Linked DNA regions of Rattus norvegicus: region 1 is linked to region 2. A link is a contact called in public Hi-C data. All regions are on one chromosome and are shown on one strand. Each heading gives the region's core, a stretch centred on a gene start, on an enhancer-like site or on the middle of the called end of the contact. The rest is flanking DNA. Distances are from core to core; before and after follow the strand shown.

Region 1 (7,724 bases), core at 5,144-7,643, 200 kb after region 2:
CTCAGAAGTACTAATCATCTAGAAGCAAGCTCCAATTCAGTCACGAAGAAAACTCTCTACCCATAAAAAGACTTAAGGAAACAGTAAGAGAGAGGGAAGTTTCCGTTAAGGCTCATGGATTGTGGCTTAGTTCATGAAAAAGTATCACAAACATGGACTACCAATCACCTTCCCTCTTCCCGACCTTCTATGGCCCACTTATCCCTTACTAAATAGAGACACACACTTCCTCTGTTCAGATCCTGGTCCCCACAATTGAATTTTTCTAGTAGTCTGTCGGCTGGGAGGCTGATGCTCAGGCTTAAGTAAAAAACTCTGTGGAGTTTCCTCCCTGCTGTGTTACACACTAAAATCTGTGCCTATTTTTTTAATGAATTGTATAAAATAATTATATGGTAGATGGCATTGGTGGTGCATACCTTTACTGCCAGTACAGGGCTGAGGAGCAGAAGGGCGGAGGCGCAGGGAGAAAGGCAGAAATATCTGAAAACCTGCCTGGTCTACCTTATTTTTTTTTTAAGGTTATACAGAACAAAAAGTTTTAAACCCTGTACTGTTGCTATCATGTCTTCATTTTTTCTCTTCTCTATCAGCATTCAGTTTGTTCAACAAGACAGAGCAGATCTCAGCTCTCATTGTTGCCATGGTAGCTATTTCCAGTCAAATAAAATATAAACCAAAGAAGGGACTTGGTACTTACAAATGTTTGGTAAAAGTCGGGGACATGACTAGAGTCCGTGGGCTAACGAGTAAGTGACAAGAAAGGCAGCAGCTGTGTGAAATGAAATGCAAGACTTCCGGGAGCCTCCCATAAGGCAAATGAGGGATGCCACGCTGTGCAAGAACTAGGTTAGCAGTAGTAAAGCCAGATTTAAGTTTTTAAATCATCTCACTTGCTTATTGTCGTAGTTTCAGTTCCATTGCTAAAATACACTAGTACAAAGGAGCTTAAGGAAAGGGTTTTTGTTTTGTTTTGTTTTTTACCTCACAGCTCCATTATTGGGGGCAATTAAGAGAGGAACTTGAAACAGCTATCACATACACACTCAAGAACAGAGAGGGTGTGTGTGTGTGTGTGTGTGTGTGTGTGTGTGTGTGTGTGTGTGTGTGTGTGTGAGAGAGAGAGAGAGAGAGAGAGAGAGAGAGAGAGAGAGAGAGATTTCCCACCTCTATTCCATTCATAATCTAAATCCAAGGAATGGCGTTAGCCACATCAATTAATGAAATGAAGTAATTCCCAGCAGACATACTCACCAGCTAACTGCTAGACAATGCCTCAAGGAGACTTTTCTGAGGTAATTCCAGATCGTGTTAGGTCATAAATTAAAACTAATAATGACATTTATCCTTCAGGAAAGGTAAAGTGAAAGCTTATAATTGAATACTCTAAATAACTCTTGTATACAATGAGTCTATAACAAACCCCTTCTCTTTTTTCACAACCACATCCTCCAAAAATCTGCTGTATCCTTTATGCAGAAAAGTCTCTATGAGAAGGGTGCAGTGTGCACAAATGGCATTCCATTCCAAGGTAGTAACTTACCACACGTGGAGGAGTGGTTTATTATTTATACACAGAGCAATAGCTAATATATTCGTGTGCTAGCTTCTTTATGAAAAGAATATTCTAGTTCACTGAGTTATGATGTACTAATAGTGAAGGTTTAAAACAATGTGTGTGTTACACCTTCCTTATTTAAGCTATTAAAAAAAACTGTCCTATTAGCAAGAGCATTATGAAGTCTTTGTATAATTAATAAAGAAAATGAGGTAAATGAGGAATCGAAATATACTCCTGGCTTTTCTGAACATCTGTTTTGAACAAACAAAAAGCTTACCATGAGAAGCCCATCTAATGACTGAACTGATATTTTCATGCCTGTTGATGGATATGAGAAGATTTATAAGAGGATGTAATTGATGATGGTAATACAGTAGAGACTACCTAAAGTATTTCCAATTCTATGGAACCAGTGGTCGGCAATAGGGATACTGAAAGTATAATTCAACTAACTCTTAGAGCCTCTATAAGTATTGCTTAAAAATGAACCTTTAACAGACATTCTTCAGATTTAAAACAGGATACTTCAAAAACAAAGCAGATGATATTTAATAGTTTCTTTCACAGATTTTTAAAAACGTCAGTATCAGAAAGGTTAAAGGTGTGCTTTTTATATCATTAATATGACTATCCTGCTTCATTACAGTTCAATTATTACAACAGCCATGGCACTGTCCCTCTTCATAGCCGAGTGTATGGGGCCGATTCAGAGTCCAGAAATTTGTGTATAAATGAAAGAATGATACACTGAAAATTTCTAGAAAGAAGGGTATTACTAAAAATCCACTTTGTTTTCTCTTTCATGGAGATCTTGTTTGGGGGACAAAGATTCTATATCTAGAGGATGCCACTGTGACAACGCTTCATCCTTGTTCACAGAAATAATGGCCTTAACTGGCATATAACACATAGCTGGCTTAATCTACAGTCACGTTGATCACTCGGCAGAATTCAAATGATTTCATATTAACTTCTCAGACACTGATTTATAGTATTTCTCAGAGTTACAACATTCGAATCGCACACGACAGAGCTATTTACTATGCTACACTGGCAGGTCCTAAAGCTAAAATAATTTGTCATGAGAGTGAGCACTATAGCAGCTGTCTTTCTTTTAAATAAATTAACGATCAATAGAAAATGTTCAGTTTCTACTGAGCCCAAGGCCTGAGTCACACAAACCTTGTTAGGTCCTCTTGTCCAAGGATAACCCAAAGCGTTATAGACAAAGAGTGGGAATCAAATTAGGAGTGGATGGGAGAACAGCAGAAGACCGATGGACACAAACCTATAAAGCGGAAAACCAAGTCGAACAATTTAAATTTCTGTTGGCTAACACAATCAAACAATGCATACTAGATTTCTTAGCTCTATTTGTCCACTTTGTGTTTTAAAATGTGCCCACACTAAACTATTAGGCTAAATGCAACTTGTACAGTAATTGAACCTGTACCGATAAAGGTCAGGCAAATAAAGCTGATGCTTACAGCAGGGATGTAATGGGCTTGCCCAGCAGGCTCAAGACATTGGTTCTCAACGAGCAAACAAACAAACAAACAAACATTGGAAGTTTAATGATATTGTACCCAGACTAATTTTTTAAAGATTCATTTGTTTCTGTTTAATGTTTATGGGTGTTTTGCCTGCTGTCTGCGCACCACATGTGCTCAGTGCCTTAACAGGCCAGGAGAGGGAGTTACAGATGCTTGTAATTGTAAGCTGCCAGGTGAGTACTGAAGAGCAGCAAGTGCTCTTAACTGCTGAGCCATTTCTCCAGCCCCTTGCGTTTGTTTTTTAAAGACAGGTCCCTGTTATACAGTTTAGGGAAGCCTTGGATTTACGGTGTAGCCCAATCCTCCAACTTTAAGCCTCTCATGTGCTGGGATTTCAGACGTGCACTACTATGTCCAGTCTAAATGTTTTTCATTTTGATGGTGACCTAATATGTCCCCATTAGGACATGGTAGGCAAATTTATACTATCTTTTCAATTTTCTTGTGAAGAATAAAATGTCACAAAGTGGTAGTGTAAAGTTGGTCAAAATCCGTAAACGTGGACGTCTTAGAGGTAACCTTGCTGCTGGTCTTTAGCTGAACTGTTATGGGTTCTAGCTGCCTTCTAGATTTAAGTTTATTCCCAGTGGTAAGTGCTACTCCCAGGCTTAATCGGAGAAGCTTCTCTTTGCAGTGAACTGTGGTGAATCTTCATGATTCGTGACCACTTGAGGTGCTGAGAATCGGTGGTTGTTGAATGCTGAACTAGAACAGAACATAAACTACCAAGGCTCAGGGATCATAGCAGAGGAGGGGGCAGAAAGAATGTAAGCACTGAAAGACAGGGAAAGCTCTGAGTTGCTGTCTTCTGGGCAGGACTATTACACACATGACCTCAAGCTGGGCTGAGTGTTTGCATGGCCTGTACAAGATGGGACCTATTAGTAGGCCATCATGGATCAGAAGCAGGGGCATCATGGCTCCACGCCTCCTTGAACTACTGTGGCTACTGATGATGAATTCTGTCACTGTCTTCAACTGTGTGTCCACTGAGAAGTCCATCAGGCTCAATGTATAGCTTCAAAGCCGTTGTCACAGACACTCCTGATTAAACTCAATGGGTCTCAAAGGGTGAGGAGAAGGAAGAGAGATGATTGTGGAAAAGAGATTTTGTGGGGAAGAGGGGAAACTGGGGGTGGGAAGTAGATAAGAGAAAATGAAGGGTTATAGTAATCAAAATGTGCTTTATATGTGTGTGAATTTTCCAAAACAAAAGAATCAAAGAAAAGGAAAAACATTTCCAAAGGAAATGCTTAAAATTCTGATTAAAACAACTCTGCTCTGAAATATTTTTTAAATCAAACTATGAGTTATGTAGTGAGTCATGTGTGACTCTGAGGAATAACGTGAACAACTCTCCGGTGTGGCGGGGTTAGTGGTTTGCCTACGTTCATCTTTGGAGAAGCCACGTTCCTGGGAAAGTATGCTCTTCTCCTAACAGAAATGCCGGTATTTTCATGCAATACTGAAAACTCTGCATGAAATCTGAGTCATGATGATCCCCTGGTCACCTAATGCCAGTTTTTAAAGTATTTAAGTTATGTGTGCATGTGTGGGATTAGGTGGGGTTGTGCACGTGTGCAAATGCACACACACACACACACACACACACACACAGAAACGCACACTCATATCTATGTGAGGTTATGTGCATATGAGTGTGGATGCCTTCAGCAGCCAAAAGGGGGTGTCAGATGCCCTGGAGCTGTTATTACATGAGCCTGTGGACAATTAACCTGGGGACTAGGTCTTGGTTTCAGGTCTTCTAGAAGGGCAGGAAATGCTCTTAACCAATGAGTCATCTTTCCAGCTCCATCTCATGTCAATTTTGACAGCATGTTTTTAGGGGAGCAGGTTTAGAGATTTAAAAGGTTTCTTCTACTATCTTATTATCAGAATTATAATAAAATACTCTTGCTCTGATAATGTTTTGTTTAAGGTATATGTATTTTTTCCTTTGTACTCATCATCAATGATCCTAGCATTTTAGATATCAATTTCTCATTTATATTTTATTTATTGTTATTATTTTCTGTGTATGTTATGGTAAAGAGAATGGGCTTGCATTCAATAATCAGAAATAAACATTAGGAGGTGTACGCATTAGGCTAAACATTCTGGCATAATTCAAATGGCAGCACTTTTCTAGATTTAACAGGAAAAGTATGATGACAGCAACTTGATATTCTGGTTCTTCAAAAGGTTAAGTATGTTGATCGAGGACTTTTCCCTAGCTGGAACCTGGCAAAGGCTAGTCTTGGAACTCTGAAAATTGCAAAGTTACGGGCAGTCTGCTACATGCCTGCGTGCTAGACTAGAAAACAGGGCTCTGGTTTATTCGTGTAGATAAGGTTCTGCATCCTATACAATAAGATGAGGAATTTGTGAAAGGGGCGAGTCCTCGCATATGGGAAGAAAGGAAAGTAATTTCACCAGACCAGGGGATTTTACAAAACGATCTTCTTGTGCCAAATCACCAAGTCAGCCAATTTTGCTCCTTTTCTATGCAGGTGTCCCTTTCTTCTGAATGGTATATTAAAACAATTTCACTTTTTATTAGTTTCCTAACTGTTATCTTGTTCCCACATTTTCACACCTTAACAGGACAGCTTCTTCGCCTCTTATTAAAACACCATTTGGAAGTACACTGGGTGGAAACTACTGCTCTGTCTAGATTCCTTTACTATTCGAGGGTCTTTTTCTGATGCTTCCTCCCCAAGCTGCAATGTAATCTCTCGTGTTCTCACAAGGGCAGCCTTCAAATGATAGGTGAAAACTCTTGGCTGAGTCCAGATTGGGGTTTTTGTTTATTTCCACTGCAAACATGATTCTTTGTGCAGATCTAGATCGTTGCGTTTCTTTTAATACGCCTGTGCTACAAGTTTTAAGTGATTGGTTCCTTGAAGTTAAAACCTTAGCTAGAAAAATTACTCAGGTCGTCATCCAGCAGTCTTTTAAGGCTCTCCGTGTCTTACACACGTTTTTGTTTACTCCTGTTGGAGGGTTCTTCACCTCGAGAAAATCCTGGCACCTCAGGTTCTTCAGCTACCATAAAAATGTTTGTGAAGCAGGCCAGTCTCCTACGCACAGCGTTTAACTAAAGAGACTCCTACCCTGAGCTCTGCTGTTCTTTGCACACAACTTAGAAGAATCTCACTTCCCTTTGCACTCCCCTTTCTACACTGGGAGACTCCGAGAACTTCCAAAGCACACGCCCACCTTCCGCGAGGGCACTGGACTACGCACGCGCGGATCCGCTGAGACGTCACCTCGGCGACTAGTAGTGACGTCAGAAGGCGCGCCTGGCCGAAACCTGTCCGGATTCTGCGGGCGGGAGTCCTGCCCCTTGGAGCTCATGGTGCGCTGTGGTTGCGCGTTGTTGAGAAAGGTCCGTGTCAGGGGCTCATCCCCCAGCTTTGCTGTCTCTCGCCGCTCTTCTCCTGGGTTCCTTAATTCCCGCTGTCCTGGGAGAAGACTGTCTCTGTAACATGCTTACCCCTGTTTGGGGTCCAGCTATAGGGAATTCCTATAATGTTCCCCAAAGCACGTGGGAGGATAGTTGGGCTACCTGACTGCGGTTTAGACTCGGCATTACGGTGTACGAGCCGTGCAGAGGCTTTTTTCTGTGTTAGTTTTGGTTCTCGTTGTTTAAAAGACTGTCCATAACCTTCTTTTATACGTTTCCCCTCCTTGGCACTGCTTTTAATATTTTTCTGAAGACTTTTTCTGGAAGCCAAAGTGTGTAATTGCTGTACTGCGTACAGAAATTTTACGTCAGTTTTTATGTAATGCCTGATTTAGAATCCATTTTTATAACAATCTGCAACCAACTGCTTCGATTAAAAAAAAATCACAGTGAGCTAACTAGCAACAGTTTGTGAAAGTTAGAAGTCACCTTATTACATAAACTGTTGTTATTAACAGCCATTTAAGATTGCAGCTCTTATAAATGAGCTTCCCCAAGAAATATGACAAATCTAAAGAATAAAGGAAAAGTCACACATTGAGTACAGCTTTAAAAGCCCTTACCAAGAATATCTCAGGGTGGTCAATCTTCAGTTTTTTTAAACCCACAGATATTTTTGATACCCAAAAATATTGCAAGTTGACAAAAATGTGAATATTAATTTACTCTGTAATTTGAAAGCCTGGGATTAAGACACAAGAGCTTTATAAGAAGTTACTTATGTAGTGAGGCTAACTAAATGTTGATTAAGAACCAGAAGGTATAATACAATGTCTGTGAAAGCCTGCAAAGCCAGAGAGTCAATGAGAGCGATATTTCAAGGATGGCTCAGACCACAAAACCATAAACCACAGTTTAGTTGTATTTGAGGATACATTGAAACTCTGACACCAGAAAATGGGTTTATGATAGAACAAATGATAATCTGTGTAGAGGAGAAACCATGACTAGAGTGGCAGAGAGAGTGGGCAGCTCAGAAAAGAACAGTAAAGCTCCAACAAGTGATGGTCACCCTGGTGAGATCTGCTGAGGGTTTTGAATACAGCACTGTGAACTTTATTATTTCATAAGCAGTAAAACCCCAAAGTCACGATTGTTTCTGAGTAAAGAGAAACATAGACGTCAGGTTCACTTAAGGGGAAAT
Region 2 (7,271 bases), core at 1,587-4,086:
CTATTCCCCCCAGTATTGGCCGTTGCCAGTTTTCTTTAACCAATAGCTTTTAATGGGGAAGCAAGGCTTACACAACAAAGTCTGTTATACTGAGGATCCTCTCATCTTGGAACAACCAGATCTTGGGGTACAGAACTTAGCAGTTGAATGCAAGTGGCACCAGACCAACCTGCAAATATGCATTAATAGCACTTAGGTGTTTTGTGTTTAAAAAAGAAAAGATGAGATGGGACTCCAAGGAGAAAAGCTGCTGAGATGAGGTTTGTGTTGCCGTGCAGAAGCTATCCTCTCTTAGGAATGCGATGATAGCCCTGAGCGAGCAGAGATGCATGGAAATGAACAGATGCTTCCTAAAGTAGAATGAAGGCCAAACATGACTATTGCCAGGACGTCCTGAGCAGTGAGAGAAAGCAGATTCCGAACGGTCTCCTTAACGCCTGCATGTTCTGGATCAGTGGTACAGCCGGAGGCCTTGGGCTCAAATCTCCAGGGAGAAAAAAAGAACAGGAAGAAAGGAAAGGAGGGAGGAGGGGAAGAAAGGAGGGGGAAAGGTGAAAGAAGAAAGGACGGGAGGGAGGAAGAGAGGTGTTAATACACCTTGGTTGGCTTTACAGTTATGACAAAGCCTTTAACTACTTCTCCGTGATTAAAAAAAAAAAATCAGATTGTGTCAGAGCCAGGAGGCCCGTGGTGGAGCTAAGCGGTACCCTGACTAGCTATTTTTAATTTTAATTCTTTAGCCACGATAATTTATATCTCAATGGGCTCCGTGTGATAATTCAGCACGTGATACAGAATGTGCCAATCACGTTCAGCCTCTTTTTCTGGGCCCTCCCACCATAGTCATTCTCAGTAGGGTCTTCTCTACTTTTTCTTTCACACCACGTTACTCCTTTTGCTTCTAAGATGGCAGTCCGACACTCTGTAAGAGTCCGGAAATTATTCTTCAAAAGCACATGGAGTCATCATATCAGGAAGCCCTTGACCTAGAACCACATTAAAAAACAATACCCAGGTTGGAGACCCAGCTCAGTCAGTAAAGGGCAGTTGTTTTAAGTCCACCTTGTGACTTATAGTTTCTGGAGTCTGAGTTGAATCTGCAGAACTCCGTGGTGGGAGGACGGTGGTCCCCGGCGTCAGAACTATGTGTTTATTTTGAAATCCTCCCAACCCTCGCTTCTTGTGACCACCACACCGAGCTATCATCTGACCTCCATGTGTATACAGTAACATTCATCCCCATACCTACCATAAATAAATAGATGTGTAAAGGGTATTTGAGTCCAGTTTGAGCATACAGCCTTATTTAGAGTGCCTAATTTATTTACCCTTCTGGTATATCAACTTTATTCTGAAGATTCTGACCAGCAAAGGAAACAAGCTGGGTGCTGGGACCCGAACCCTTTTCCCTGTGGTTGTGAGCCTTAGCCCACTATCCAGAAGTTTCTCTAACTCTCCTTCTAATGATTTTCCTACCTTCCTTAGAAATAAAAGCTGCAAGAGTCTATTCTACCACAAGGTGTCAGCGCAGGGTAATCTACTCTTCAAAGGCCTTTTACACTATCTGTTGGAAGTCAGTGACACAAACGGAGTGTTAAAACCGCCAGAACAGCGGAGTGCAGAACATCCCTTTAATCCCAGCACTCAGGAGGCAGACGCAGGCTGATTTCTGCAAGAAGGAAAGGAAGTTTGTGACCCAGGGTCACAATAAAAACAATACTCAGGGTGAAGACCCAGTTCTACCTTGGGAGTTACCTGCGGTTTCTGGTGTCAGTCGAATGTGAAGAACTTCGTGGTGGAAGGAGGGTGGTCCCTAAAGTTGGAGCTATGTGTTTATTTTAAAATCTCTCAACCCTCGCTTCTTGTGACCACCACACCGAGTTTTCATCTGACCTCCACGTGTGTATAATAATATCTATTCACATACCTAAATTATAATAAATAAATAAATAAATAAATAACGGGTACCAAGCCACCAAAGCTCATGGTGAGACCCTGTCTCAATAAGTAAATAAATAAATAAATAAATAAATAAATAAATAAATAAATGAAATAATAAAACAAAGCAGTGTTTGGCACCCTGTGAATAAAGGATAACATCGGAAAATGCTGTCGGGAGTTTGTTTTCCTTTACACTAGTTCTGGGAATGCGCTGCATGAAGTTCCTGAGACGCTGTAATTGAGATCTCAGTCAGTAATTACTGAGTTTGCCTCCATTTCGGAGGAGTAGATCCCTCCTACACACACACACACACACACACACACACACACACACACACTTTATCTTTCTGAATTTTTCAGATATTGGCGGTAACTTTTTGGCTCGTAATGCTTGACTGTTCCGGGAAGCTGTAGTTGATAGATGAGATCGGAAGATGAGGTGGGAAGGAGTAAATCTGGTGTAAAAGTCACTCACAAACTCAGATTCCTTCTTTGACTGTGCTAACAGCTAGTTCTCTGGAAAACTGCTATGTTGAAAGAGCGCTACACCGCGGAAAGCAGACGTCTTAGCTACAGAGCAGTTGCTCTCCAAGGGTGTGATCTAGGATCACTGCAGTATCACCTGGCAACAGGAGAAATGCACAACTGCAGATTTCTTCCAGACCTGGTCCGGAATGGAGGTCCCGGGAGTCAATCGGTTTCCAGTGAGCCCTCTGGGTGACTCCGGGTCCCTTTACACAGCGAAGGATTCGCCGCCAGCGATGCCCCTCCCACCGCCACCCCTCGCGACCGTAGGTGTGAGCAGGAGCCGGTCGCCGGCAGGGGGCGCTGTGCGCACCGCGGCCAAGGGGCGGGGTCTGCGGAGCGGCTGCGCTCCGCACCGAAAAATCAGACTCCGCGTGGGACTGGGAGTCCGGGCAGCGAGCCCCTCGCCGTCGGGTCCCACGAAGAAACTGGTGAGTCCGAGTCTCGTTCACAGGCCACTTGCTCCCCGCTTCCGCGGGCCCTAGGGAATCTGCTGCGGGCCGGGGAAAGGTGCGGCGGGTCTCAGGGGCGAGAGAGTGGGCGGCAGTGCTCCCGGCAGCGCAGCTCTAGGCGCCCCTTCCGCCCCTCCCGGGTCTCGCCGAGCCCCGCGGAGAGCAGGTCTCCGTACTCTTGGAGCTAGAGCTTAGGGTGCTGATCAACTTTGCAGTTAAGTTGGGTTCTGCCGGTAAGTTTGCCAACTTGGCAATTTCCGCAAGTTTGCCTCGCTGGGGATGAATGGCTGGTAACTCGTCCTGCTGTTTGGGCTTCTGGTTTCCTAGTTAGGGGGAAAAAAATTTTTTTTTCATTTTAAGTCCTTGGAACACCGGTCCTACTCTTTCAGGATCTGGGTGCGATTTGGGTTTTCTCCAAAATAGTCAAAGCTTTTAAATAAGGCACTCTGGTGAAAGCAACTGAAAGGCATCTGTAGTCTTAGAGCTTGAGTACACTTCAAATTTAGCTACACTGTCCCGTTGGGGTGGAACATCTCGATATTAAATCAAGGAAATGTATTTAATATTAACGTTAAGCACTTGGGGAAGTAATGCTTTAAGAAACAACACTGTGAAAAACACCTTCCCCTCTTCCAATAATTAACTGTGGCAAAGCAAAAATACATTTGAAAACCTCATTGCACTGCAACCCACAATGTATTCCAGTCATTGGGTTTCTTGGATTCTAAACTTCTGGCCCTAAACATGAGTCTGTTGGGCTGTGTCAATATTTAGCAGGAAAAGCAAGCCAGCCATCCTAATCCAGCAAAACAGAAATCGCTATTTAACGGGGAAGAAAGCTGGTGAGGGTTGGTTCAAATCCTGGACTTCTTGACACCTCTGCACTGTGCTGTTTCCTGCTGGGTTTGCCGAGCAACCTGATGAAGCCTTCTCTCCTATAGAAGTTCAATTATATGTTTGGTTAATGTCTGCTGGAAGAGGGCATGTTTTATTTAACTGATACTTTGTTTCCCTGATTTCTGGACACAGAGTCAACCATCACCCTTACTGACATGGGTTCTTTTCCTTAGAGAGACTCATCAGCATGGTACCATGCAAACAAATGGCTGGGCATCTCTTCTGGGCCACTCTGGCCTTCCACCCAGAATCTCTATGCAGTGGCTGTCTGTGAGCAAGTAAAGAGAGCTCTCATCCATTTTTCCTTTCCAGAGCCACCACCATCTGTCTGTAAACTATTTTCCTTTAAGATGCTTGGTATTACCGCACCGTTCCTGTTGGAGAGTTTGTCTGTCCTAAATTGAAAGGTTTTTGAGAACAGACATATCATTTAACTTCGTATTTCCTGTGTCAGCCATCATTGTTCAGTGTGGTTAATGAGTGAACAGTGAACAGCTATAGATTTACACTGTCTTTACCAGCTTGAACCACCAGACTTAAAATACACTCTAAGCTTAGTAGACTGTTTCTTACACTTTACTGCAATGCACGATACTCTATTCCTAGATGCTCCATACCAACGCGCTCACCTTATAATATTGGTTAAAGTCAGCAAATGGCGTGGAATGACGCATTCTGGAGACAGACTGTATGCCCCTCACAGGCAGGCTTGAAGTCTCGTTCTCTTTTTCCTCTTTATTGACTAGGTAGTCATTGGCTTCGTAAGAACTTGTTGAATGGCATAGACTTTACCCAGAATTCTTTCAAATGTCAACGGTGAACACACACCTCAAACCCAAACAAACAAACAAGCAGGCATAAAGGAGGAAGTTATTAACTATGTAGTTGAGAGAGAAGTGACCTGGACTGGGGCGCTTAAACTATTGCCAGCAGGATTTGTCACTGTCCTTCTTTACTTCTAGTTTAGCTTTTCTGCGTTTGCTTTCTTGAAGACATCTTCTGACTTACGCAAGGGGAGGGAGGTGGCATGGTAGCTTTATACTACTTTCCTGACTTAACTCATTCTCTTCCACTTGGAGACGATATCAGAAGAGGATCGTGTCTTGCCAACTAGATTTGGCTGCCATCCCTAAACTACTCAGCGTGATTGCAGGAATTAACTCCGGATGGCCAAGCCTGTGTCATCTCTCTGTTTCTACAACCAGAGGATGGCTGCTACAGGGGCCAATCAAAACAGTAAAGGCAGCTTTGTGTGTCTCGAGTTCCAAAACAACACTTAGAGCCAAATATATTTCGTGTGGTAGGCTTTTTAAAATATACATATGTAATGTACAGATATAATGGTTTATATAAGCACAATGAGATACCTCGCAGATAAGATGAAAGTTTCATGTGTACTTCACGTACATAGACTTCGCCTCAAGATGATTTCATATAACCCACTTACTGTCAGATGGGGTGGTGCGCGCTCATGACCCCAGCACTCAGGAGGCAGAGACAAGTACATCGCATGTTCCAAGTCAGCAAGGACTGTATACTGAGACCCTATGTAGAAGAATGTACAATTAGAATATACTTACTTTGCCTGAAATTTCCGTGCAAACCCTCACGTGAGGTCCACTTGTGCTCCCATGTCAAGACTCCAGTTTCGCACTTCTCGGAGCATTTCAACTTTGCGAGTTTTCACGTGAGGGATGTTCAACCTGTGGTCTCCTCCCGGATGTTCCAAGATAGGTAATCCTGTAACTCTCAGAGCGCCTTAGTAAGAAAAAAGAAAACACACACACACACTGCTGTTAGAAAAAGGCTGACCTTTAAAACTTGGAAATATTCTAAAAATTATAATCTACTCCTGAAAATAGTTTTCCACTTAATAAGGCATCACAGGTGGTCCAAAATCCCAAGTATTTGGAAAACGTTCCAGCAACCTCACTGTTGTGTGTTTAATTGGAGGTACAATCTCCTAGAAGTGAATTTAGAGCTTATTAAAAACAATGGAGAATATGACATCCTGTTTGTCCTGCAGGAAAGCCAAGACTAGATTAGGCTCTGTGAAGCTGTTAAGGAATAATTTTCTTTGTTTAGGGACACTTTTTGACAAGCTCCTTCTCCACAGGGTTGACTAAGAAAGTGGGCTTGTCAGTGACTGAACACAATCAATACCCCATTGGGAATAGATGAGCAGCCATTTTTACCTACAGGACTTGTCCAAAGGACACTCTGGCGTTGCAGCCTTATGTCCCTCGAAGCAAGTATTGGGATTCACCTTGATAATCATATCCCTTCTGTTTACTACCTTCAGGAAGGCTTCAATGTACAAACCAGTTCATTATTGTTTCATATTCCATCATTAACCCTGGAAGCCCGGGAAGCCTATCTTCCTGAAGTTCTCTATCGACTGCCTCAAGCCGTGCTGACGGCATCATTCCTCAAAACTGAAAAACACACTCCTAATTCCAATTACCTGTAAGGGAAGCAGGGCTTTGTCCAGCTGAGAACCTGGAGCAAAATCTTCCTGAAGAAAAGACTTACAGCTAATCCTTCAAGTTTCATATAAATAATAGGTTATCTGTTGAACTAACTTTTGACGTTAGTGTACTGGTTGAAGGCTTTCTGAATGGGTAGCGCATTCACTATTTGAATCTTAATTGTAGTTTCCTGCCCTAGTTCTGAGGTGAATAAATATAGTTCTTTATATTATTCCAGCAAACAAAAGTATTGTAGCTCAACAATGGAGACACATGCCTTTAATCCCAGCACTTGAGAGGCAGAGTCAAGCAGATCTCTGAGTTTGAAGCCAGGCTGGCCTACAGAGCAAGGTCCAGGACAGCCAGGAATACATAGAGAAGAGAAGCCCTGTCTCAAAAGAAAAAGCAAAACCAAAACAACAAGAATGAAATGATAACATCACAAGTCTAACAGACTTCATTTTTCTTTTCCTAGGTGGCTGAAGCCATATTCTGCAGCATTCATGGAGATCAGTAAAAATATTACGAACCCAGAAGAACTTTGGAAAATGAAGCCTAAGGGGAACCTGGAAGATGACAGTTACTCGGTAAAAATAATGACTATAATAGCTAATAATTAAAATCTATACATACTCCAAGTGTATTCTGAATCTACTAGTTTGAGAAAGGCACTCCATTTGAGTCCTCTGATCTCTGTGCTCAGTGCCTGTCACTGACACTGTAGAATATAAATCATGGAAACTTGACTGATTATCGGGGCTTAGCTGAATAACCTTCCATGTGTCCCTGAAAAGCTTGGGTCTTGCATTTCTGTATAGAGTGAAATAACAGGACCAGGCCATCTCCAGAGCCCTTTGAGTCCTTTCTAACACCTGTGCTTCTAAGATTAAGAGCAACAGTTACAATGGCCCATGTAATAATGGTTTTATAAGCATTTTCATAGACACTGTGGCTGCTTACTACAGAGTCCACCAAGCAAATGGTGACT

Evidence for each region. A called contact is a pair of places that touch in the nucleus more often than the background predicts.
Region 1: a contact with region 2 is called in a Hi-C map of the A7r5 cell line, with 5 times the contacts expected there. The contact joins the promoter of Gtpbp10 here to the promoter of Steap1 in region 2. A contact is called at or near these places in 2 of 12 Hi-C or Micro-C datasets (the A7r5 cell line and mammary epithelial cells).

The regions. Positions count from the first base shown.
Region 1 is chr4:29,425,290-29,433,013 of GRCr8, forward strand. It overlaps Gtpbp10 (GTP binding protein 10), which reads left to right and starts at 6,394. Exons shown (of 10, transcript NM_001100815.1): 1 at 6,394-6,502. The coding sequence starts at 6,470.
Region 2 is chr4:29,228,973-29,236,243 of GRCr8, forward strand. It overlaps Steap1 (STEAP family member 1), which reads left to right and starts at 2,837. Exons shown (of 5, transcript NM_001106629.1): 1 at 2,837-2,897; 2 at 6,759-6,870. The coding sequence starts at 6,787.